Linked DNA regions of Mus musculus: all the other regions are linked to region 2. The links are chromatin contacts, called in public HiChIP or PLAC-seq and promoter capture Hi-C maps. All regions are on one chromosome and are shown on one strand. The core of a region is the stretch at or near the end of the contact, and the rest is flanking DNA. Distances in the headings are between cores, read along the strand shown.

Region 1 (6,225 bases), core at 2,438-4,937, 580 kb before region 2:
AGCCATAGCCCAATCACGAAGGACACACAGAGTTAAAGGAGCACACCTAAAAACCAAACGAAACCATTCTTCACTAACCACCCTGGCAAAAACTAAATGAGTTAATAGCTGGGGACAGAGGACTGGGGAGGACAGAGGGACTTGAACAGTCTGCCAGGACTGTAAACACACTTAAAGCAGAATTAAAAGCAAGGCTAGCAAGCAGCTGTAAACGGGGTTCACTACCACATCACTGAGAAAACTGAACATCTAAATACCCACCAATAAAAGTCTGAGTAAACAGACTTTAAGACCATCCATAGACATGCTATGAAGTTGTATATTTTTAAATGTACATATGAGGAATGAAAACATGCTTGACATATTAAACAGTAAACATGAAGTCCATTTGCACTCTTCAAGTGAAAATAAATGTAATGTAAGGTAACACAGAAAATGTATGGGAAGCTTCTGAAAGACATTTTATGATTTTTGTCTCTACAGAGTCCAAGTGGACATGGGAAGGAAGAGCTTAGCTTTACTATGAGCTTTAATAGAGGATTCCACCCCACACACATGTAACTTCAACAACCCCTTTAAAAGGAACTCAACAAAAGATCTCACACCGAACAATAAAGACACAAACTTCAAGGTACTTTTTTTTCAAACATTTACTGAACACAACACCATTTTTCCTTTTACACAGCAAAGTTGTTAGTTTCAAATTAGCTGAGCCATTAGGACTGTCAATTGCCATGAAATCAAAGGTGATTCTACATGTCAAACTCAAGTTGAAGACATCATGCAATATATAAGTCACTGATAGGCCCCGGTGCAGTCAGCAAAGTTACTAAGCTTATTAAAGTCACATAAATGGCTTGACAAGAGCGCACGATAGAATGACATCACTGGCTCGCAGTAAACCACGGTGAATTACTAGACTACAACTATGTAGCTCCTCTGCACCAAGGACTGCAGGGTGCGGTGAACATTACAAAGGACAGGGTCCTGCCAGTAGGTTAAGGCCAGATTTTACTTCCCAGCTATGTACTTCTGAAAAGACTGGTTAGGAAAGCTTGCAGGGAGAGGTCCCCTCATCTCTTCTCTACCGATTACTGAGCAACAACAAAAAAAGCCATGCACACATTTTACAATACCTGATAGGAAATAGGTGCAAAGCCTGCCTGTGTCCTCACCTGGCAGACCTGCATCTTCATGCCTTCATTTTTCTGATGAGGCTACTCATCCCATGATTCACCCCTAAAGGAAAGCTGTAAAGCTGTAATTTAGCAGTATTCAGCCCTGCAGATTTATCAGTGACGTGCTCCCCATAACCATCAAACCGCTGTCCCTTCCCTACACATTAACACAAAGGTACACTCCACAAACCTAGGACTAGAGACCACATTTACTTTACATTTGTAGTAGTCAACCAATCAGCATTGTCACTATAGAATTTGTTCCAGATCCCAGGCTTGAGAAAGGGGCTGCTGTATGCCTGGCCCATCTCTGGCAGGTTTGCCAGAAACTTCAAAGAAAGCCCCTCAGTGTATGTACATATTGAGGGGCTGTCAGATGATATCCAGAATGGAGCTGTGCACTTTCAGAGTAAGAGTGAGCACAGCTTAGAATCTGACTGAAATCAGTTCAGAGCCAAAGGCAGAGTTGAGGGTTTTACTCTTCCCTATTTCTGCTGCAGTTAAGTCATGAGAAGGGTGCACTTCTGCGTGCACTGACATCTGGGTAGCTGAGAAAGTACACTTCGGATTTTTACAATTGTCATGAGGCACAGATACTTTAACCCGCCCACTCAAGTTCAGCCACTGGCTTCTTCTCAGCCCACAGAGTTCAAGTAGCACGCGTCCTTTGGCTTCCATATTCCCAGAACACGGGTATTCTGCTGCTTGGATTATCCAAAGCAACCTCATTTTAACCTGATGCCTCAATTACAATGAGTAACTCCTCTCTAGGACTTGAGTTTTCAGAAATGTTTGTCTAAAACAGTGTTGGCTTTAGGGAGGTTTTAATCCCTTAACCACAGTTTATGTCAAACAATGCTATCATGCCTAAGTCTTCATAATCACCATTTAGCAACTATTAGTGTAATGAAATCAAAACTCCTTTCAGAAACTAGCAAAACCAAAGCATGGCAGATGGGCCAGGTTGTTTTGGTTTGCATGTTTAAAGTTCCCACAGTGAAGAACCTCTGGGTGGTTGTGCTGTGATTATAATCAAGAGTGGACTGGAAAAAGCCAGTGTCAGAGTCAGCTACCCCTTCTTCTTCAACAAGAGGATGGATAGATAGCTTTGCTGCCCAGACTGGGGTCAGTCACTGAAGTGTAAGGTTTTAATTCCTAACTGCATGAAAAGTGAAAAGCACCCTCCTGCACTCCTGGCTCATGCAAATTTATGTGACAATTTACACAAGTGACATGTTCTGGGGAAATCACTAACACTATCAAGGAAGGGTTACAATTCAAAGCATGATTCTACCAATAACAAACATCAAATGACAGACATGGCTGCAACACACGACAGCCTAGTGAGCTAGCTACAATGCTACCACCTTTCACACCTATTTTTCTTTAAAAACAAAAGTTCATGGAACATTTGGCTGAGCATACTTTCAAAGAATTTTACCAAAAACAAATAACGGGAAGGCCAGGCATGAGGACACTTGCTCCTATAATGGATTTATACAGGTGTTCCACAATGCAAATCTGGAGTGATGGTACAGACAGAATTAGATCCTCAGCAAGAGTACATAGTGTGCAACTACACAACTAAACAACTCTAGTTAGTCCACCACCAGCACCGTTCCGTTCCCTCCACCCTCCTCAGCACTGTCTTCCCTCCTTCAAAAGCTGTCCTTTAATTCTACATCTGAATATGTATATTATTATTATTCTCATATATAAATAATGTCTTAGAACAGTGTTGGTCCTGGGTAGTGAAGGAGGAAAAATGTTTTTAAAACATGCAGTATTATCTGATAGATACTTTCAGTTTGGGTGCTTAAAAATCATATACATTAAAAAAATGGAACCAACTGAATACTAAGTTTCACAGCTATTCCTCACTGTCCTCATTGGGCCTTAGTGTCCGAAAAGACCTGACCTGAGCCTGAGAAGAGGCAGGGCTGACTCACCTTGTGCAGTGTGTCATCTCTTCCAGGCCACTGAGAGCTGCCAGAGCAAGGTGAATCAATATCGCCTTAAGTCACACCAAGAGGGTCTAGGTCAGAAGTTCCCAAATTAGGGCATTCCAACACCTCCCTTTAAGCCATCAGAAAAGTCTTCCATGTAAACTCTCAAGTTAGGAAAATAACTAACACAAGGACACACACGAAGCACAACTACAGCAACTGCATCTTGCACCCTTGGAGCAGGAAACTTTAAGTCTCCTTTCCTGCCCTCTCCTGGTATTTCATTTTATGGGGTATCTCTGTTTAAGGCCCTAGGTGCTGATTTTGGCTTGGTCACTTTGTACTACTCCAACTACAACCATTCTCCTATGTTTTAAAAGCAATATCCACAGGTAAAGTATTTGTGAAATCTTACAGGTTGTTTAAAGTTTATATCTGATGTTGTATCATGACAATGCTTTTCACTAAAGGAAAACACAAAGCTGCGGGTCTCCACGTACGGTTCCATGCACTAGGGGTAGCTTAGGCAGCATTCATTTGGCACTAGAGGAAATTACAGGAACTAGTTTCACTTTCATTCTCATCCCTAGCATCAGCAGACACTGTTGTTCCTTCAACTTGAATTTCTGTGATGCTTAAGAGAAAAAAAAAAAAATCACAGAATACTCTTAAGAGTTGAAATGTTGCTTGATTTAAAAAAAAAAAAGCAAAAAACCCAAAGACCTCAGTACCACATTCTGTGGTAGAAAAGTCTACAGCTCTGAGATACACCTTTCATGTGGCACTGAGAATCATTTTCCTCATCAAATACTTCATTTCCTATACCTTACTCCTGGTTTTCCTACATCTTACAATGGACTAAGTAAAAACATCACATATGTGTCCTCATTCCTTTTCATCTTACACCTAATTAGGGAGACACCAATGCCCTATGGAAAGGCAGTTTCCAATTTTTAAAGATACAACACACAAGGACAGGGCTAGAAAAGGACGAAGTACAATGTCTAGCTATACTGTGACAATGTTTCATAATACAGTGTGCTCCTTACGTAGGTCTGTGAGCCAAATCCAATGCATAAATGCAATTTAGATTCATCATTACATCAGAGACCAGAAGAATTCAAGCCTAAGGGTGGAATCTAGCAAGGTCCGCAAGGTTGGGCTAAGATCACCAGTTAGAAGACACTAACAGAACACAATGATTTTCAGGAATTCAACTTTCCAACAATAACTGCACATAATTTTCAGATTATTAATCAGTAGCTAAGTGTTTCAAGTCCTCCTGATGTAAAATGTGCTGTATCACTGCACACACACAGTGAAGTGAGAACCATCCATGCAGGGCTTGAGCATCTCCCAGTGCTCCCAGTGTTCCTTTTTAGTTCATTTTCTTCATGAAATCCTCAAAACTGCTGCACAGATGACATGCTGACATCAGCTTAACAGAAATACTTTTGTAGGCAGCTGTTTAAAACATCACCAATTTTAAATCACAAATGCCCCTATTACACAAAAGGCTTACATTCATTCTTTTAAAAAAAGAAAAAGAAAAGGAAACAAACAAATGTCCATACACCTTCCAGTTACACCTGAACAGCGCTGCTCTGTTTAGTGTGCTGAGCTCAATACCACGTGAGAAAAGAGGCACACGGAACCAAGGACGATGGCTGAAAGGATAGTGGAAAGAAAAGGAGAATTTACAAACACAGAATTCTATTGTCTGTGATTAAAGTCCTTTACTTTTTAGCACCACATTAAACGATTTTACACATCCAGTCACTTAATGAAATCCAACAAACTCTTCAAGAGTCCGGGGGATCTGGTCTTGGTAGTTAATGTCATTAGCCCGAACTGCTCGGGCAGCCAGGCACTTGAGGCTCATCTTCATCTGAGTTTTAAGTAGTATTTCAGACACCCCAGTTGTACTTTTGTCTAGCGGAGTTTTATTCTGCTTGTTTGTCATGTCGGTGTGAGCTCCAGCCTCCACAAGGCTGATGATGATGGAGTGCAAGGTCAGAAAATCACTGATGGGCCTGTTGTACTGGACGATAATGTGGAGGGCACTGTTCCCCTCATTGTCCACTGCATTTACCTCAGCGCCACAGTCCAGCAGGAGCTTTGTGACCAGAGCGTTGGGAAAGCTGCAGACATCGTTAGTATGGAAATCATCAACTGGTGTGTTCGAGTTGACAGCCAGGTGTAGCAAGGAAAAACCTTCCCGTGTTCTGGGGTCCAGGTGAATCAGGTTGTAGATCTGCTTGTTAATTCTGCACTGATCTTCTTCGCTACACTGTGTCTTGGTGGAGATGCACACGAGGTACAGAAAGGTATAGAGGTTACACTCATAGTTATCCATGGCACTGTGGACGTCGGCATCGGAGATATTTTTAACTCTGTTCATGCTCTGCTCTATTTCCAAGACACTGCATCTCAAAACGCACTCTATGTCTGGGGCCTTCACAGCTTCATTGAGGTGTATCATCTGAGAGAAGACTTGAGCAAACCGAAGCAGATCTTTGTGGGTATTCCTGTTACCTTTCTGCCTCAGGTGTAGTGCGTGGAGCCACAATTTGATGCACTGCTCGAACTCCATGTTATCAGCATAGACAGCCCCTCTGTAAATGATGGGGTGGGAAACATCAATGTTGTCAGCACCTAAAATCCGTTCCCGAACTATAAGGCCCTCCATGTGAAGAGCATCTCTGTCTTGCCGAATAGCCTCCAATTCCTGTGGGTTCCTACACTCAGTTCTGTTCCCATAAGCATGGATGGGTGGGAGAACCTCTTTTTCAAGAATGTTGTCACCATCCTGAAATCTCTCCAACATAGCTAAATATAAATAGTGGTATGTCTTCATGATGTCATAGTTCTCACGATCATTTGCAAAGGAGGCACCCAAGAGCTCCAAGGCTTCAATCCGACTTCTGCGGTCACAATCAGCATGAGAGAGCAACAGTTCAACGACATCAGCTTTACAGCTTTCAGCGGCCACCTTCAATGGTGTCATCCCATGGCCATTCACCACTATTGCAGCTCTCCATTTTATCAGTTCTTTCACAATGTCAATGTGACCAGCTTCGGCTGCAAAGTGCAAAGCTGTG
Region 2 (7,065 bases), core at 2,926-5,425:
CTGAGCAGCCTTCGTAGTCTATGCGTCCTGACTGCAGAGACAATGTGACCAGCTGCCTCCTGCTCAACCTTCAAACTGTGAGTGAAAATCAAACCTTTCTTCCCTAAGTGGCTTTTGTTAGGAATCTTGTCACAACAAGGAACGCTCAGAAGAAAGAGTCACTGGTTCCACTTGGATAGAAATGTCACTAATTAGTCCTCTACCTCACACTAATCAATCCAATTCTATTCACAAGTCCTAGAACTGTCCTAGACCGTCTCCAAGGATGAAGAGAAAGGAGGCTGAAGGAATACAGAGAGCCCAGTCAGTGTCTCTGCACTTGGTTTTGGCTTCCTTCATACTGCATTTAGGTCCTGGAGATACAGAGCACAGGCAAGCCCAGAGGGGACAAGCTAAGTAGCCTACACAAGGTCTCCCAGCCATGTGGAGAAGGAGCAACTGGATCTTCAACTCTGACTCTGCTCTCAGATACTCAATCCCTCTGGACTCAGTGGCTGAAACCCCCTCTGGCTTTTGTGTTAGGTAAGCCAACTAGCTCCAAGGCTCTAGGAGGCCCCTCCCCTTCCAGAGCTACTTACGCTTCCTCATCTGAAAACAGGAAAGTGTGAGAGGGGGCTTGGGTCAGACAAGGGACGCATCCAAGTTCCACAGACTTAAAGCTCAAGGTTCCAAGTCAGAGATGCTGGTTTCTTTAGGGTTTTGTTTACTCTTGATGGAAGAGATGACGTGAAATCGGAGAACAGATCACAAGGACCTTGGGTGGCCCCCTGTCAGACTTGCCAGGAAACAGCAACCAGACAGAACCAAGTTCTAAATTCTTTTCCGGCTCTTCATGACAAATGTGCTCCAGCGGATCTTATGAGCAAACTGTCCCGACACGCGGTTCTGAGCCTTAGTGATGATAGTGCGATGCTTCCTGGAGGCCCCACGCTGGACATCTCCTGTGGGTACTCAGGAAGCAGAAGGCCAGGTCCTGTCCCTTACATTATATGTCAACACTTATAGAGCACTTTCTATGTGTTTAATCTTCACACGACGTGGTGCAGGTGTCCCTGACTAGAAATAAGGAAACTGAGGCTCAGGCATACAGTAACTGGCCGAGGTAGTGGCACACCTGGCCGTGAAGTTCCAACTGCCGGACTGAGAACTCGGTGCTCACCCAGCTTTAGGAAGCAAAGGCAGGAGGAGAGCAGTCCCAGGGTTCCCTCTTAAAATAGCTAACTTGAGAGCAGACTGAGCAACATGGCAGACACCAACATGGCTCCAAAAAAGAAGCCAGTGATCTGCACAGCTTAAAATTGCACACAGCTGGTCCTTAAGATATACATTCTTTTCTTTTTTTTTCACTTATTATATATGCAGGTGTATAAACAGTAAACACGGATGCATACATGCCATGGCCATGTGTGTGGAAATCAGAAGACAGCATTCAGGAGTTGGTTCTACCATAGGTTCCACGGACTGTACCCAAGTTCAGGCTCACACAGCAAGCACCCATTGGCCCCTCCTCAAGTCTCAGATGCTATGACGCAACAGAAACAGAGCTCTTTCTCTCCTCCAGATGTTTACATTCTAGAATAGACAAGCACATCATCCTGAATGCATGCTTTGCCACAGGGATGGACATAGGACTACCATGGCAGCCACCTGGCAAACACTGACACAGGGAGAGTGAGGCATGGCAGGGAAGGGTGGGTGAGAGCCAGACAAAGAAGGCAAAGTGGAGGCACAGCCTGGGTACCTGGGAGTACTGACAGTAGCTCTGTACACCTGGGACACAGGATGCTCAAGAAGATGTGGCAAGAGAGGACATAGGTGCCAGGATAATCAAGATGAGCCTGAGGACAGCAAGGAGGACTGTGGGGCCTTATGAGGAAAGGAGACTAGCACTGTGCATATTGTGAAGAGCACCAGCTGCAGAGAAGGGATGCCATTCGGGGTCAAAGACTGGAGGCTGCTAGCTCACCTAAGGTGCCACATGCTTGGCTTAGACCCAAGCATGGCCTTGGTGGTACGAGCATCTAGCTTTCAAAATGAAATTATAGATACCACCATTTCATTTTTTATCAACCCAAGGCAGTAAATGACACCACTCAGTGTTCTCTTATAGTCCCTGTAAGTCAGACGGCACATCTGCCTGTTAAAACATTCTTCCCCGTACACCAAATTCTCCTGCTGAGTTACTGTGGACATACATATATGTCACCCTGTTAATGTCAACTGACTAGAAAGATGCACGTGGACTGAAGTATATGGGGACACTACAGGAAACAAAAGTAAATTTGGGGGCCAGGGAGATGGCTCAGCTGGCAAAGTGTTTCCTATGCAAACATGAGGGCCTGAGACTAATCTCTAGACCCATGTTAAAAAATAAAAATAAAAAATAAACAAAAACAAACAAATAAACAAAAAACCTAGGAAGTGGGTGCTTGACAGGTGGCCCAGGCTTGGTGGCATGAGTGCTTGTAATCTTAACATTGGGAATGCTGAAACAGGCGAATGCCCAGGGCTTGCTGGCCAGCCAACCCTATCCCAAAACAACAAGGTGGATGGCACCTGAGCACATCTGAGGCTGATCTCTGATCTCCACATGCACGCACACACATCTGCACACACATATACTCATATACTAAGTAAGGAAGCTATAGTTTTGGCACTGACTCTCAACCTCAGGAGCAAGTCCTCGGAAGGTCCTTTTACTCTCTATTCAGGACAAACACACACATACATAATGTTTTATAGTATATATTATATATGGACTCAAGGGCCAGCCTACATTAACCTTCATAATTTTGTGTGAAATATATTCTAAGCATCCCAAGGCAATGCACTGTTGATTCTAAGATGTAAATTTTCCCTGAACACTCAACATCTCTGAAATTGAGCTGTGTTTGTCACGGAATGATGTGCTGTAGTTCTAACAGGCAGCATCCTTTCCATATTGATAGTTAAGTCTAGGTCTCCCATTCAGTGGCATCTAAGGTTTGCTTAACCATTGTAAACTAAGATTGCCCTGGTGTCCCTTTCCCAGCAGGTCACAAGTTCAGGAAACTCAGCAGTGACAGGGCTAGAATGAGGGCAGGAATCCTTTCCAAATACTTGAGAAAAATATAAGAAACAGTTTTAAAACTCTTTACATCCCAGTTGTCTGCACTGGTGTGTAAGTCACAGTCCAGACTGTGAGCTTCCTGAGGGCAGGGGTTCAGTCGGATACATCAATTTCCCAGGGCGCTGCACATTTACCAGTTTTCAGTGAGTGCAATTAACCGAGACTGTGGTTAAAACAGGTAAGTTGACCCCACCAGAGGCCAGCTCAGGCCACCAATGGTCAAGATGCTGCCTATCCAGATCCATAATCCCCAACGCTGGGATTTGGCCACTAAAGTCACCACTCACCAGAACATCCCTGAAGAGTAACTGCGGCCCGGAGTGCACGGTCCAGTCCACCGCGCCACTATTTGGAATCTTGATCCGAATCACCAGCACCTGGTTCTCCATGGCACAGAAGGGGCCAAGGGCCAGCCACAGCATTACAGGTTAAAGGGTCTCACATCCTGGGGCGAGGGGTACCGACCTGCCCCTACTTAGGAGGAGCCCCAAGAAGTGACAAGGGGAACGATAGACAGAAGGCAGGCGATAAATAGGGAGCAAGAAGATGGGGAGAAGTGAAGAGGAGCGATCAGGAGGGAGCTTGCAGGCCCAAAACCAGGCCCAGGTCGTGTGGAGTGTCCCTAGGAGAGGATGCACTGTTGGGGGACCGGCCAAGAGGAATTAGTAGAGAGCGGAAGGTCCTGGAGTTACAAAAGTGGACAAAACAGAACCCACAAGCATTCTGTAGTCCTTGTGAGTAAGAGGAGACAGCGGAGCAACGGCCTGGTTTAAGGCAGGTACAGTGGCCAGGGTCCTGCCGTCCTGAGTGTCTCGGTGGGCAAGGGGACGGTGGCCGGGCGCCGCGGGCTGGGTCGGGGCTGTTTCGGAGGTGCACCGGTGGCGCCTGCCCTCCAACCAGGCAGGGGGGCCCAGGGCCGCGGGGTCAAGGGGCGGGTCCCGGACCGCAGCCGGAACCGGAGGGCGCGGCGCGTGCAGGATCGTCCGACTGAGGCCCGCGTCCCGGCAGCGGAGGTGGCGGCGAGAGGAGGAGGAAGGCGGCCGTTAGACCGCTGTTACTCCGGAACCAAAACGCGATGGCGCCGGAACCCGGGGAGCCGACATGTGGGACCCGCCTCCTGGGGCGCCATGTTGGAAGAGGGCAGCTGGGGCGGAGCAGGGATCTCGTGCTAGGACTGGCTGACTTCCATCTCTTCAGGTAGTGGTAAAGGAGCCTAGAAAACCCAGGAAGACACGGATCTACGGCTGGGGGCTGTCCGTAAAACAATTTAAGGTTTGATCATGCAGAAAAGGCGGTGAAGGACAAGACGGCAGCACCAGCTTGTCAAGTTATATACCTTTTACTATCCGCGGGTTTGTTACATTAAATCGGCAAGAGCCAGGCAAGACCTTTTTATTAAAAAAAGAAAAAAAAAAAAAAAAGCATGTTTTTATGCCCCTTCTTCCAATTAACAGTTCCAAAATACCACTATTTTTTCTCCCACGTTAGCAAAGTGTGCATGAATTTTTCAGTGAGGTCCTTTACCCTAACCAGTGACCTACAGTACCAAGCAATCTCCTACTCAAAAGCAACAGTAAAGAAACTCAATGGAGAGCGCTTAACTGCCTGGGGACAGCTGTATTTCTGGCATCATAATATCTTATTCAACCGTTGCAAAAATATCCCGTCTGTTCCATATATTTTCAGCTAAATTGCAGTGTTTATGCAGTCAGTGATAGCAGGGCAGTAGCCGTAAACCTTGGTTATTTTTAAATGCCTTGTTACCTCACATTTTAAAGTGCATAATCCTGTTGATCTATGTGTCTATACAAAAGAATTGCTTACAAATGGCAACGTGTAGGTAGGCCCTTTATTTGTAATTAAATTATGCTATTATCTCTACCTTTTGGGGCTGATTATGCATAAACATAGTGCGTGGGGTGGTGGGACCAGTGTCCACTTTCCCCGGAATAAACAGATATGTGATTAATGTAAGAGGAGGAACAATTAAATGTTGATCATTTTCAATGTAATACCAAAATTTGTGGCATAATTTCCTCTACTTGGGCTTTTTTCCTGTTGCATTTGAAAGGCCATTGTAGGAGATAAATGACCATCTTTTAGTTATTATTCCTTAATAGCTTAGGTAGGAATTCACGTAGACCGATTCTCCAGGTACTGTTGGAACTACCCCTTTGTAACTGCTCTTCAGTGCTAAAGAAAAATTCACTATTTTGCCATGTACTTCTTAATCTAAACTTTATTTCTATTATTAAGGAAAATTAACTACAAAACTAGAGATTTTCTATTAACCTATGATTTGTTAAAACGTCTTTTTAAAAATTCATAGTACCATAGGGAAAACCAACACCATTTGCCAAATTTGCATGTATATTCTGAAGCACTTTTTTAAATATATGAATGGCAGTCTCTCAGCTTCCCAAATATCTAAAGAGCAAATATAATCACATTTCAACTTTTTGTAGCCTTTACATAGCATGAAATCTTAAGACTTTATTATTTGAGCAGAGTTTCACAGAACTATTAACATTCAAAAGTACCTCTTTGTTAAGTAATATAAACACCACCGTCCAAATTAAAGGGATATATGTTTATGATCTTAAAGTTTTTGCACATAGTATTTTCTTTTTAACAGTAGACATAAGTAGCCACACAAGTTCTGACTGAGGTAGTTTGGTAGCCATAAAGTACTTTAATTGTAGTAGAAGGTTTATGCTTGTTTCTTTCCTACTTAAAGGGGGTTAAAGTTTGGATTGGAAATGTCCCCCATATGCTCAAGCCTTGCTTGTCCGTCAGTGGCACTGCCAGGAGACGATAGAATCTAATGTTGGGTCAGTGAGAGTAAGATAGGTTCTTGGGGGCATATTATACGACGTTATTGGGACCAGTGCCCTTCTTCCTTCTTCTGTTTCTTGTCAGCCATGAAGAAAACACCTTTACTTCCTGCCTTTTCCCACACACTCGCTGATGTGTGGAAGTCTGCCTAACCACAGGCCTAGAGATCATGGCCTAAAATCTGTGAACTTATGAGGCAAAATATATACCTCCTCCCCCCTACTTATAAGTTGCTTATCATTGAAAACTGACACATGAACCAGTTGTGGTGGCAAATGCCTTTAATCCCAGCACCATGAGGCAGACTCAGGCAAATCTCTGTGAGTTCGAGGTTAGCCTGGTCTATAGTCTATAGAGAGAGTTCCAGGACAGCCAGGGCTACACACAAAAATCCTGTCTCAAAAAAACAAAACAAAACAAAACAAAAACCCAAAAAACAAAATAATAAAAGGAGAATGAGACAATGATTAGCACAGAGGACCTGCTTCTAAATGACTATGATAGAAAGTTTCTCTCTAAATTCTGATGGAAGAAACACAAAAATGAATAAAATATATCAGATGGTGGTAAAAGCAAGGAGAAATGGGCCCAGAGGGAATATGGGAAGGAAACACTGAAGGAGATGCTGCTGACTGCCCTGGTAAATCCTTACTTGTGTGTAACCTTAACTGAAAAGAAGGTGTTTCTGAAAATTAGGTGTTATGCAGTTTGAATGAAAATGGCCCCCATAAACTCATAGGGAGTGACACTCTTGGGAGGTGTGGCCTTGTTGGAGGAAGTGTGTTAATGGGGGTGAGCTTTAGGGTTTCAGAAGTCCAAGCCAGGCCCAATGTTGCTCTCCCTTTCTGCTGCCTGCACATCTGGATGCAGAACTCTCAGCTCCTCTCCAACACAGTGTCGGCTGCATGCCTTCATGCTTGTCCCTATGATGACAATGGACTAGTCCTCTGAACCTGTAAGCCAGCCCAATTAAATATTTTTTTAAATAAGAGTTGTTATGGTCGTGCTGTCTCTTCATAGCATAGAAACCCTGAGACAGATATCGACTGGTTTTTAATGTACGTTAATTGTGATAAAACACACATAAGATCAGATTTTCCCTTTTTAGGTATATACTTCGG
Region 3 (6,173 bases), core at 2,664-5,163, 520 kb before region 2:
GAGACAGGAGCGCTTACCTAGGAACACAGTTCCATAAGAAAGCAGCAAGGGGAAGAACATGGCTTTTGGGTGAGAGCAGGATTTAGGGAGACAGGGCTGGGGCCAGGAACTTAGTGTCCTGCAGTCCAAGCTGACTGAACTTCTGATCCTCCTGCCTTCATCCTCTTACTGGACTTACAGGCTTGCACAATATGAGTTATGCGGTACTGTGGGTCAAATGCAGGGCTTGCATGCTAGGCAAATGTTCTACCAACTGAACTGTATCCTGAGCCCCTAACCCCATATAACCTAAGACATTCCTGGGAGACTCTTATAGACAAAGTAGCCTGGGTGGAGAGGAAAGGCCCCTTGCCTAAAACCCCTTCCACAGGGAGGGATGTTAGTCCAGAGAGTGGTAAAGAGGAGCCAGCAGAAGTCGGTGAAGTCCAGGGGGAGGTGCTGGCCCCACGCCAGGAGGGCCAAGCTTTGGGTATAAAGTGAATAAACTCAGCCCCAAGTGGGGCCGGAGGAGTTTCCTGTTGCAGTTCACATGGAGAGTCCCACATGCAGAGCACTGTGCAGCTTGGTAGGCCACACCATGAGGCCACTGGCAGTCACAGCCTTGGAGCCGGTATTTAGCCAGCTGAAACAGCAGAAGACAACCCCTTTGTCACCCACAAATAGAGGGACCTGAGTGTGGCTGCAGGCATCTGATGTGTACTTGGGAGGTAGAAACAGGAGGATCAAGAGTTCAGAGCCATCTTCAATTATACAGTGAGTTTGAGGGCTCCCTGAGCCACTGGGATCCTGTCTCAGCACAACACAAACGGGTCCTGGAGAAAGGACTCTGAGCATTTACTGTGTGTGCAGAGGACCTGAATTTGGTTTCCAGCATCCATGCAGGGTGGCTCACAACTGCCTACAACTCCACCTTCAGGGGATCTGACTCCCTTTCATGGTCACTGTGGGCATCTGTACACAAACATACACACAGCCATGCAAACATACACATAAATAAAGTGTATGTATATATATGTGTGTGTATATATATATATATATATACACTTTAAATACACATAAAGTATGTATATGTGTGTGTGTATATATATTTAAAGATTTATACATAAGTACACTGTAGCTGTCTTCAGATACACCAGAAGAGGGCATCAGATCTCATTATGGGTGGTTGTGAGTCACCATGTGGTTGCTGGGATTTGAACTCAGGACCTTCAGAAGATCAGTCAGTGCTTTTACCTGCTGAGCCATTTCTCCAGCCCTAAAAGTATATTTTTTAGAAATACTTTTCTGGCCAGGCATGGTGGCACACGCCTCTTTAATCCCAGCACTCGGGAGGCAGAAGCAGGCGAATTTCTGAGTTCAAGGACAACCTGGTCTACAAAGTGAGTTCAGGGCTACACAGAGAAACCCTGTCTTGAAAAACCAAAAAAAAAAAAAAAACAACAACAACAACAAAAAACCTTTTCTGTCTGGTGGCAGCCGTCAGGCAAGCCCTGGTATGCACATACAAGTACAGACTACAGAGCAGTGGTTCTCAATCTCTCAATCGTGGGTTGTAACCCCTTTGGGCCTTTCACAGAGATCAGATATCTTGCATATTAGATATTTAGATTACAGATCCACCACAGTAGCAAAATTACAGTTATGAAGAAGCAATGAAAATAATTTTATAGGTGGGTCACCATAACATGAGGAACTGCATTAGAGGGTTTCAGGGCGAGGAAGGGGGAGGACCAGTGCTATAGAGGTGACCTGACATCCTGGCATGATGCACTTTCTTCAGGGCCCACTGCTAGCCGTATCACCAATGCCCTGTGTTCCACCGGGCATTAGCTTCACGAGGCTAAGCAAAACTACATTAGATGCAGGACTTTGTGTTCACAGTGGAGGCTGCGAACACCCAATTCCTTAGAGTGCAACTTAGAGTAAACCTATCCATCATAGGCTTAACCAGCTAAAGATGGCCTGGTCCTCAGTACTGTGTGGAGAGAGCTGGACTCCATTGTGAATTCTGAGCATCCTGAATTCTTACGGGGCTGAAGGCTTCATACAGGTTCTTTGAGGTTCTCCTCACAGACCCACTACTTCATAAGTTACCAGAACAAATCCTGGCACTCACTGGATCACCGAACCAGTGCATAAGCACCAAGAGATGCCTGGACTGCCGTCTGCTGGCCACAGGAGCTCTGGTCTCTGAAAGGGAAACCAAGTTCTGACATGCTTTGAGTGTTTCTCACCACACACTTGGAGAGCCTGGAGCACTCTCCAGCTCCATTAGTGATGATATAAAGAATGTTCATAAAATCTATACTAGTAAATGATTTAGGACGGTCATGCATGCGCGTACGCACACCCACACACACCCACACACCAATGGAAACAAAACCAAACAACAAAAGAAGGGAGAGTTGACAGGTGTCAGGATGCCCTTAGGGGCACATGGCTGACCCCAGTACTCAGTTACTAAAACCCAAGAAGATGCCTCACCCGCCTCTGAGCCCATCACAGAGGTAGGGTATTTGGGGGCCTCAGTTCTGTACCCACCTGTCAAAAAGTACTGCCTACCTCCCTTGCTCTTCCATGACAACTAAACTGTGTCCCCCCAGCCTTCCCCACTCCCACCATACCCACCCCCCACCAAACCTAGGCCCCCAACTATACCTACCCCTCCATACCTAGGCCCCACCATATCTTGCCTCCCCAACCATACCTACCCTCCAAATCATACCTACCCCCCACAAAGTGGGTCAGAACCTCAAGATTCTCACATCTAAAGCAGGTAAGAAGAGGTAGATGGCTCAGGAGAAAAAACAAAACCATTCCACATGGAGGTGTCAGGACCAGAGGGAGGCCATGAGTTTGTGTGCCCTCAGATGGGTTAGCAGGAGACCTTAACTCTCTTCCTCTGGCACCTGCAGCCTTTGGTAGCTCTCATTTGCTCCCTTGCTCCCTGTGTAGTACACAGGCTATGTGACCACACACAGTGACTGACAGTTGGACCAGGCTGGATTTAGCACTTTGTAGGCAAACCAGTCAAGGAGTGTGGATGAGGGAAAGGAGACTTTCAGACCAACCTGAGAACCTAGTCATGCCCAGGGCCCAGTACCAGTTCTAGGAGGCACCCTTTTTCCTGTCTCAGGGGACGGGGAGAGGAATAGAGGGCTGAGAAATTCAGAGTCAGCAGCTTATTATAATACGGGAAAGGGCGAGACGAGGAAGGGAGAGGAACTTCCTGCCTGGTCAGGTCAAACTCCAAGTTCCCTGAGCGGCTAGCTTAAGACTCAGCCCCAGCACCCAACACCATCCCCAGCCCCTAGGAAGTAGAATTGGCTGTGTATTGGCCTTTGGATTATCCTAGCAGCCCATAACGTAGCTGGTGAGGAAACTGAGGCATACAAGAGACGGACGGTCCTCAGCGTGTCCCCAGACATAGTGCATCTGCAAGGCTGTGTTTGAAGCGTCTCTGAGCACTGCTCCCTTGGATAGCTTCTTCTGGAGAGACCGTGTGTGTGTGTGTGTGTGTGTGTGTGTGTGTGTGTGTGTGTGTGTGCGCGCGCGTGCGTGTGCGCGCGTGCTATCTGGCTCCAGCAAGGAGCCCAGCTTAGCCTCGGGAGAGAGCAAAGCTTCCTAAGACAGACTCAGACCAGGACAGAGTCAGCCCCACCCGGAGCCCCCTTTCAGAAGTTAGGCTTCCAAGAAGGAACACCCAAATTGTCCAGTTGCTGCAGAGCCCCAGCCTCCGGGGGCAGGGGCCTCCAGGAGAGTCTGTAAATGGTTTCCTCACAATCACCCTTCTCAGGACGGTGGGGGCATCCACTACTCAGCCGGAATTTGACTCTCATGGCATAGAGCCCGGTCTCCGTGGCAGCGGAGGATTTATTACCAGGCCTCCGCCCAGCATGCTGGACTTTCGACTCCAAGCTGGAGTAAAGAGAACCAAACTCAGTTCCAGGAGTAAGGGGAGCCTGAGGATGGTGAGTGAGGGGCTGTGCCGGAAGGAGGTGGGAAGGGCCCCCGCTGAAGCCCCCTCTTGACTGTTCTTTCTCTGCTACAGGCCAAGTTCCTTTCCCAGGACCAAATTAATGGTAGGTTGGGTTTGTTCTTTAATTAGTAATTCGCCACAAAATGTGTGTCTCATTAGGCAATTTGCTTTGCTGGGTTTTGTTGGTAGGAAGGAAGGCCCCGAGGGGTGGACAGCTGGCCCACCCACAGGCTTGGGGCCAGGTGCTGTGGGGCAGCTGGTTATCTGTTTGGGGGTGGCCCTGAAGACCGACTAACTGACTTCCAGGGCTTGTTATATGTCAGTGTGACTTTCAAGCTGGGTCATAAAAGTGAGCTTGCTTAGTGCTCCAGAGAGCCTGGAAACGGGTCTGGGTGGGAGGCTGGTCATGGAGAAAGGTCACTAACATAGTAATTGAACCAGAGATGGGGGATGGGGCTTTGTAGTCAGTGTAGACAGGCAACAGAACTCAGGGTTACACGCTGGGGCAGGATATTTCTTTATGGACCTTAGACTGTAAAATGAGGGGCTCAGCTGGCACCTCCTGCCTAGTTCAGTGTGGGCACCTTGTTCTTGGGCTTCCCACAGAGCAGAGTTCTGTTTCCCCAAGAGCAGAAAGGCAGAATTAAGTTACACAGGACCTGGCAAACACCTGGCCAGGGATCTGGTGGCTGAGTTTCTGGCAGAGAGGCCAGAGTGCAGCACAGGCCCTTTACGGGATAACTCTCTTTTCCCTGAGGCTGAGCCCCTACACCTGCCCCAACATAGGAGGGAAACAGCCTTGGTAACCCCCTTCTCATTGCCGCTGACATGACACCTTGTCGGTGAGCTAGAACTGCAGGTACACAGGGACACGGAGCTCTGGTGCAGGACACTGTCCAGCAGGCCACAGGGGTGGCTTCTGGTTACCCCAGCAAGGATCTATCCCAGAGATGTAAATGACTAGAGTACAGTCTAGAGCAGGGAGTGACAGCGATGTGTGCCTATTGGTCCTACTCTTAGATTCCTCAACTCCCTATCCCCAAACTAAGGCCCAGAACAGAGGGGACAGTGAGGAGACTCTGCTACACAGAGCCTAGCCCACAGTTAGGGGCCAGGGGCTGGCGGACAATCCACTATGGGAGAATTTGTACTGCTCTTGCAGAAGACCTAAGTTTGGTTCCCAGTACATATACAAGAACTGATCACCATCACCTGTAACTCCATCTCCCAGGGCAAAGGAAACCTTTGGCCTCCTGGGGCACCTGTATGCGTGCATGTGCACACAATGGAAAGTAAAGTCTTTGAAGGGGGGACCTAAGCTAGAGGCCACCTGTCAGCCTCACCAGTCCCCCTACTCTGTCTGGACAACGGACTCACTGCCCCCTCGCTCCCATGGCTTTTGAAACAACTAGAAAGGAAGAAGGCGAATTCTCTTTGTATCCCAGTGTCTAACACCAAGAAGGTGGCCATGAGTGTTTAGAGTTGGAAGCCTGGACAGGGTTGGGCGAGGAATGGGGCTTTGGAAGCTCCCAGGCCAGTCACCTTTGAGTCTCAGTTTTCTTGTCTGAGAAGAGGGTCAACGATGCATCCTGATGTGTTTACCTCACTTCTACTTTACTTCAGCAAGAGTCCTTTCTCTGTGCTAACCCTGCCCTGTGCCAGCCCTTCCCCAGGTGTTAAAAACTGAGCAGGGGGCCGGAAGGTACCCCCCATTCTTGGGGTCACAATCAAGGAGAGTGAAAGACAGAATGGACAGCAGTGAATGAGGGGTGGGGCCACACTGAGAGGACTGGAGGGGTGTGTGTGTGTGTGTGTGTGTGTGTGTGTGTGTGTGTGTGAAGGAGACTGAGGATCGGGGTCCTCAGGCAAGCCAGGTATTCTGGGGATCTTGTTATCTTGGTCTAGCATAGTGAGAAAAGACTGCAGGTACTGAGGGCCCACCAAGCACTGTGATGCAGGACAGTGTCCAGCAGGCTCCAGAGGTGGCTTCTGGTGACCCAGGAAGGGATCCCAGCGTTGTAAAGGACCAGAGCTTGGACAGATGGCGGAGGGGAGGGAGAAGGCGGAAGGGGGGTTGGAGGCGGCAGCTGGAGAGATGGCTCAGCAGTTAAGAGCACCTGAGAGAGGGAGATAGGTTCCCTGCAGTCACGCTGGGTGACTCAACACCACCTGGAATTCCAGCTCCAGGGAATCT
Region 4 (6,222 bases), core at 2,131-4,630, 640 kb after region 2:
ACTCCCCGAGGTGATCCAGTTACATGCACGCCCACAGCCCTACTGGTGGCTCAGACCACTGACCTAGCCCCACCCCCTTACCTCCTTCTCCTTTCTTCCCACCTCCGAGGAAGATTTCTTGACAGTATGACTCCGACTCTGTTCCCTCCCCACCACACACAGAGTACCTGGTACTGAGTGATGCTTAACAAACTGGCTAGTACTGTGACTTGGTGACAGACAAATAATTCACTAGGGCCTTATTAGAAGAGTGTAGTAGGTCCCACCATCGATCTCCCAAACAAAAATACAAGGGAGGCAATACAACCACAAATAAGAGTCCTCCTCCCCAGAGAAAGAGGTAGCAGTTTACAACAGGGGAAGCTGTCAATGAGCCTCCAGGCACAGAAAGCCCAGCGCAGACACAGGCCAAGGTCTACCCAGAGTGTCTACACTGTACCTGGAGAGACCATGAGGGAAGTACATCAGGAGCCAAAATAATAGGAGGGAAACTTCCTTTCTCGTCACTAGGCCCTCCTCTATACAGGGGAGAAGTCAGGCTTCCGATGCTGCCAGCCCACACTGAGGAGACCCAAGAGCTGACCAGAGCCAACAGCCAGCCTGTAACTGCCTGTTCCATTTTCTCCTGCAAATGCAACGCCATTGGATGCATTCACCTACACCTACAGCGAGTGTTCCTCGTGGTACAGAAAGTGTGTGTGTGTGTGTGTGTGTGTGTGTGTGTGTGTGTGTACACTTTCTGGCCTGTCAGGGCCTTTCAGCTCTCCTCACCTCTGCTCCTGCACCTGAGCCTGCCTAGCTAAGCAAGGCTAAGTTAAGGTAGGGTGTGTGCAGAAGATCCCAGGAGAACAAAGGGGCCAGTTCTCAGGGTAACAAAAGAGCTAGCAGCCTCTGACTCCCAGATGCCTCAGGTCCCTCAGAGGTAAGCTAAAGGCCAGAATTAAGAGCCTTGACGATGGAAGAGCCTGGCATTCCATCCCAAAGGATGTTGCAAACAAGAGGGTTTGCCCTGCAGAGTCTGGGCTAAAACTACAGAAAGGGACAAAGTCAAACATCTTTGCAAACACTTCTGACGTTAGGCGTGATTTCCCTACTGACAGCTTCACAGCCATACCTACCTGGGTGGGGAAGAGCAGATCAGGGGTATAGGATATGCTTACAAATGCTAAAAGCTATGTACCGACTGAGGTGAGTCCCCAAAGGAGAGGTGGCATTTCCACCTTTAGCCTCTCCATGGCTTACTATCCCGTTTCACAGAGCTGCAATCTTTAAATCCCAGAGGCTGCATATGGAAACCCGAACGTGTCCCTTTCTCACTTCGCCGGCGCCACAAAATAAAGTTACCATCTGAAACTGCAGACATCTAGCCCTCAACTTTCCTCAATCCCCTGCAGGCTCCCAGTACCGGGGGAGGGGGGCGGTCGGGAGGGGGGGAGCATCCCTAGTGTATCCAACAAAGAGATTGGGAAAGGGAAAGGGAACAGGACGGTAGAGTCGGAGGTCGAGGCGACCCTGCGCACGCTCACCTGGCCCGCAGAGCCGGCTGAAGTGGTAGGGGTTGCAACACACCGTGGGCCCGTCGGCGGCGGCGGTAAAGCTGTGGCAGCCGCACAGGGGTTTCAGCTCCACTGCGTGCTGCAGGTCTGGCCAGCGGAAGAGGCGGCCGAGCAGCAGCTGCGGTGGCGCGGGCTGGCCGCCCAAGCGGAGGTCGGCGCGCGGCACCAGCACGCAGCCGCCCGGTACGCCGCCTCGGGACTCCACAGCCTCCAACAGCGTGTCCAGCGAACGCTCCTTGAGCCTCTTGAGCAGCGAGTACGTGACCGTCTTGAGCTCCTGCTCCAGAAGCAGCAGTCGCGAGCGGGCTTCGCGACTCCGAGGCCCGCCGCCCTCCTCCGGCTCCGGGGACTGTCTGGCTTGGGGATCGCCAGAGTCCCGGGGCGCGCCTGCTGCGTCCCGTTCGGAGAAGAGACAGCAGGTCACCGTCTCGCAGTCACTCTCAGGCAGCCAGCCTGGGCCTCCAGGCTCCGCCACATCCAGCGGGGAGCCCCCAGCCCCGGCCCCCGACTCCGACACGGGCCTCGGGAGGCCCCCTGTGCGCCGGCGCCTGCCCGCGATCGCGGCGCCTCGCGGTCCCACCGCGTCCCGGGGCCGCCGCGGGGCTACCGAGCGGACTTCGGAGCGGCTGCAGCCTCCGCCCTCTCGTGCCCGCGGGGCAGGCTCAGCTCGGCTGCCCAGGCTCCCATCCTCGTCGACACCACCGCCGCCGCCGCTGCCTTCCTCCCGATCAGGGACCACACGACTTCGCCAAAGTCGCCGCACCAGCCCCGAACGTTTAGACCTGAACATACGATACCCTTTGGCGCCTGGGGTGGTGGGAGGGGAGGCGGTCTCCGGTTACCGGGGGTCCGTTCCCTCAACGAGGCGCCGGCTGAGCGGGCCGCAGCCCCACATGAAGCTCTGCCGCGGGGCGCCGTGCAGACCGCGCACAGCCTGTCGTCGAAGGGGCACCGCAGGGCTGCAACATGAGGGAGCTCGCGCCGGGCCAAGCCGGGCCGGGCCGGGCCGGGAACACGCGCGTGTTGAGCCTCAGTCCGCGAGGGACCAGCGGGCTACATGGATCACGATGGGCCGGGACCGCTCAACTCCAGCTGCTTTGGAGCCTTAGGGAAGCCACCAGCGAAACGATGCTAGAGACACCCTGCATGGGCCGGCGAGCCTTCAAAAGTTGCGCGGCTGGTACACGAGCACAAAGCGCTTGCGTCGTGCCCCCAAATGTGTCTGCACAACTCTGCCTTCAAAAGCCAAGCTATGCTACATGGGCTTTCCCTGCAGGATCCGAAACTAAGGCTTGTGGATAACTCCCATATCCCTGCAACAAAATAAAAATAGAAATAAAAGCAAAGCAAGAAAAAGGTCCCAAACAAAACTCAAAATGCTTGGATTTTGCACGCACGAAAAGCAATTCCGTCTCAGGTCCCGGGCGCTCGGTGCACTTGGGGCAAGTCTCTCCTGAACGCGGGTGTCAACACATGAGTGGAAGCCGGAAAAAAAAAATCCCAAAGAGCTGCTAGGAATCCTTAATTAAAAATGCAATCCACCGAAGCAGAGGTCGCAGCCCGCCCCACGCTGCGCTGGGTCGCTTCGGGCGCCGCGGCTGCCGAGGTCGCCCCCCCCCCCCTTCACCAAAGTGCCTCCTGGTGGCCCCGCGGTCCCAGCGAGGTTTGGCGAGGCAGCGCCCGGCGGCTCTTTCTCTGGACTCAGCTCCCTCGCTCGTTCCCCCTCTCGGCGCTCTCTCTCTTTTTTGTTCTCCTCAAACGCACACTGAGGGCCCCCGGAGGAGCGCCGCGGAGTCATTGGCTGCCTCCCATCATATGCCAGTCTAGACACTTTGGCGGCTCCGCGGCGCTGATTGTTGCGCAAACAAGGTTTCAAGTTTCTTAACTCTTAAAGGAGAACACGTCCCATTGCTGAGCCCGAGGCTCCGAGGGGGCTGGTTCCCGGGGCGGGCCGAACGCGGGCCCCCGCCCCTCGCCCGCCCCAGCACCCCCGCCCCGAGGCTGACAGTGCCCGCGACTCACTCTCAAGCTCACGTCGTGCCTTGGGCACGGATACCAGCCGTCCCGCACACGCGCTAACAAACACTCACACCCTGATGCCCAGCTCTGCTGGGTGAACCCACCGCGACCCGGACTCCGAGGCGGCCCTTTGCCTCTCTCTGGCTTGTGCCCAAACTTGCAAACGCGCATAGCACTTTAGAGTCAGTCCAAACCCCCAGCCTCAGCGCGGGCTAATAAAAATGGGCGTGTGTGTGCGCCTTCCTGCCCTCCGTCTCTGGGGAGTTGGGGGGCGGCGGCGAAGTTGGGATAGCGGGTTTCTTCCGTGTCCTATGAAGGCTCCACGCACCCCCTGCCCAAAATTAGGGGTCTCTCCGCCTAGGCTACACTGGGGGGCGGGTGATCGAGGGAGCTCCAGGATAGCCCGAGGTGGGGACTTGGACAGGGTGGGGTAGAGGCAGGAGTGCTCTTGGATGGCTCCTCCTGGTCGCCCCGGCTCTCCCTCCTGGCGTCCTAGGCTCCTCTCAAGGCCAGGCGCTTTCTTCTCCCTTCGAGGATTTACCTTATGCCCCTTCGAGAGTGATAGAGGGGCGTGCTTTCCCCAGTTATGTTTCACTATAAAAACGGGGGCAAGTTGGGGACAGACTTGGGGACCCGGCATGGGAAGGGTTAAGGCCGCTCCTGCCCTGGAGCCGGCGCGGCGGGGTACCTCCTCGGGCGTGCTTGCTAGTCCGAGGGTGGCAAAAGTTCAAGCTTGTAAAGTCAGGATTGGCCCCGCGCGGAGGGGAAAAAAGGCCTGGTTCCCCCTCCCCCTCCCGGGCGTGGCGCCGATTGGCCCAGCCGCAGGGCCGGCCCCGCCCTCCCCTGGCGCGCCGCGGCCCCACCCCCGGCGCAGCACCACGCCCCTTTCCGGGCAGGAGCGGGGCCCCGAGCTCAATGAAAGAAATTCCGCTACTCTCATTGGCCTGGGGCTTGACGCCGCACCCCGCGGGAGGCGGAGTGGGGAGGATGGGGCGCGGACTTGTGATCCCCTTTAGGATACCTGTGCTCTGGACTGCTGTAGCGAAGGTGGTGTGCAAGTCCAGGAACGGGTCTGGAAGTGCGCTGGGGGAAGGGTCGTGTGTGTAGGAAAGATACAGACTACTTCCCTGAGTCTTACCTGGAGCCAGGTACTCCAGTGCTGCAGGGCCGATTGTCACACCCACCCTTCACTATTTTGGCCAAGGTGAATATGAGTAGCTGTCCTGGCCTTGGTTTCTCAAGATTCTAGGAAATCCTTACTAATAAGTGCATACATCAAAAGTGGGCAAGAAGCGCCCACACAAACTTGTCTTTTAGCTTCCGTTCATCCCTGAAGAAGTTGATGATCCTAAAACGCAAAGAGAGCCTACAGGATTGTGCACACCCATGAGTACAGCACTTGGGAGGTAGAGGAAAGAGAATCAGGAGTTCAGTGCTCTCCTGGGCTACACAGAGACCTGGAAGCCAGCCTGGGCCTGCGTAAGACCCTGTCTCCGAAAGTCTCCCAAAATAAAATAATAAATACAAAGAGAAGCCAATTATGTTCTCTCTTACGAAGATTTTGTTGCCTTGCCTCTGGGTTACAATAAGAGCAGATGCTTTGAGCTCTTTACCATGGTAGCAGAAGTTTCAAGCCTAAACAGCTAATGGGTTTTATTTTCTCTGTGTACAGATGAGAAACTGAGGCACAGAAACTTGCTCATTTAATTTGAAACCTATTGAGAGCACTAAGACACCAAAACCAGAGAGCTCCAAGTTCTCACCCCCACTCCCCAACAGCAGGGAGAGGCATGTAACTATGTGATGTCACAACATCGCTTTTAGGTGTGTGGTTTCCCAAATAAGGTGCATGGTACTGCCTCTATTAGACCTGCTGGATGGACATTTCATACGGAGGCCACAACTCCCCACTACAAGACTCTGGAGATGAGGGTAGCTGGCAACCACCATTATATAGAGTGCCAAGGCCTTGGACACAATAGCCTGCACAAGTTTGTCATCCCTGATCGGGTGGGACTTGAACCCAGCTAGAAAGAAGTATGAGTGTCAAAGACACCAAGACTCCTGAAAGAGTTCCCTGCCTGTAGACAATCTGCAAGGCCTCCCTCACAGTAGGGGAGGATCCTTACAGAAGTCTCCCCACATCCCTACTCCTGGTGAGGAGTATGAGTTGAGACTTTCTGTCCCTCCTGCTCCTTACTCTGAGCACAAGCATCTCTCCCTGAGGTATACCAGGCTAGGAGAGACTAAAACAGGACCTTAAGAAGCCTGCTACCTTAAGCTAGGCGCTGGAGAGATGGGATATCACTAAAGTGTTCACCATGACAACCTGAATTGGATGCCCAGTGGTCCCTGGGGGGGGGGGGGAGGCCCAGCAGTGCTGGCTGGCAAACCCAGAATTGAGATATGGGAGGTTGTGGGGGAGGGGCAAACAGAGGCAGATTCCTGGAGCTCTCTCATTCCTAAATAAATAAGGAAGGTGGAGAGTAGTCAAGCAGACAATGTCAACCTCTGGCCTCAGGCATATATATACATTCACAACACATATACCACAAACACACATGAAACGAACAATTAAATAAAGGAATAAATAAGAGGGCTGCTAACTTAAGCAAAATTTAGCCTCTTGGCCCATGTTCACTAGGAG

Evidence for each region. Promoter capture Hi-C pulls out the DNA fragments that hold promoters and counts their contacts. HiChIP or PLAC-seq counts read pairs in DNA pulled down with a chosen protein or histone mark.
Region 1: an H3K4me3 HiChIP or PLAC-seq map of bone marrow-derived macrophages shows a contact between it and region 2, with 2.8 times the contacts expected there. The contact joins the enhancer-like site here to the promoter of Map2k5 in region 2. A contact is called at or near these places in 2 of 39 promoter capture datasets (the C10 cell line and erythroid cells) and 4 of 115 datasets of contacts at active chromatin or transcription factors (bone marrow-derived macrophages, embryonic stem cells, large pre-B cells and 1 more).
Region 3: an H3K27ac HiChIP or PLAC-seq map of embryonic stem cells shows a contact between it and region 2, with 3 times the contacts expected there. The contact joins the promoter of Calml4 here to the promoter of Map2k5 in region 2. A contact is called at or near these places in 2 of 39 promoter capture datasets (hematopoietic stem and progenitor cells and hippocampal neurons), 4 of 115 datasets of contacts at active chromatin or transcription factors (bone marrow-derived macrophages, embryonic stem cells, pro-B cells and 1 more) and 3 of 9 other capture datasets (adipose tissue, liver and macrophages).
Region 4: a contact with region 2 is called in a promoter capture Hi-C map of pre-B cells, with 3 times the contacts expected there. The contact joins the promoter of Smad6 here to the promoter of Map2k5 in region 2. A contact is called at or near these places in 2 of 39 promoter capture datasets (neural stem cells and pre-B cells) and 1 of 115 datasets of contacts at active chromatin or transcription factors (pancreatic cancer cells).

What each region holds. Positions count from the first base shown.
Region 1 is chr9:62,791,189-62,797,413 of GRCm38.p6, forward strand. Fem1b (fem 1 homolog b) reads right to left here. Exons shown (of 2, transcript NM_010193.4): 2 at 636-6,225. The coding sequence ends at 4,905. Among named protein-coding and RNA genes, the nearest start is that of Fem1b, 17 kb to the right of the region's middle. Within about 2 kb of position 3,688, at least 10 of the 459 cell types and tissues checked have an H3K27ac peak or open chromatin away from gene starts, as enhancers often do. A contact at or near this core is called in bone marrow-derived macrophages, where this site is marked.
Region 2 is chr9:63,373,727-63,380,791 of GRCm38.p6, forward strand. Map2k5 (mitogen-activated protein kinase kinase 5) reads right to left here and starts at 4,176. Exons shown (of 22, transcript NM_011840.3): 1 at 3,397-4,176. The coding sequence starts at 3,531.
Region 3 is chr9:62,854,191-62,860,363 of GRCm38.p6, forward strand. It overlaps Calml4 (calmodulin-like 4), which reads left to right and starts at 3,914. Exons shown (of 5, transcript NM_138304.2): 1 at 3,914-3,971; 2 at 4,052-4,082. The coding sequence starts at 3,969. It also overlaps the pseudogene Gm10653.
Region 4 is chr9:64,018,679-64,024,900 of GRCm38.p6, forward strand. It overlaps Smad6 (SMAD family member 6), which reads right to left and starts at 3,381. Exons shown (of 4, transcript NM_008542.3): 1 at 1,527-3,381. The coding sequence starts at 2,346.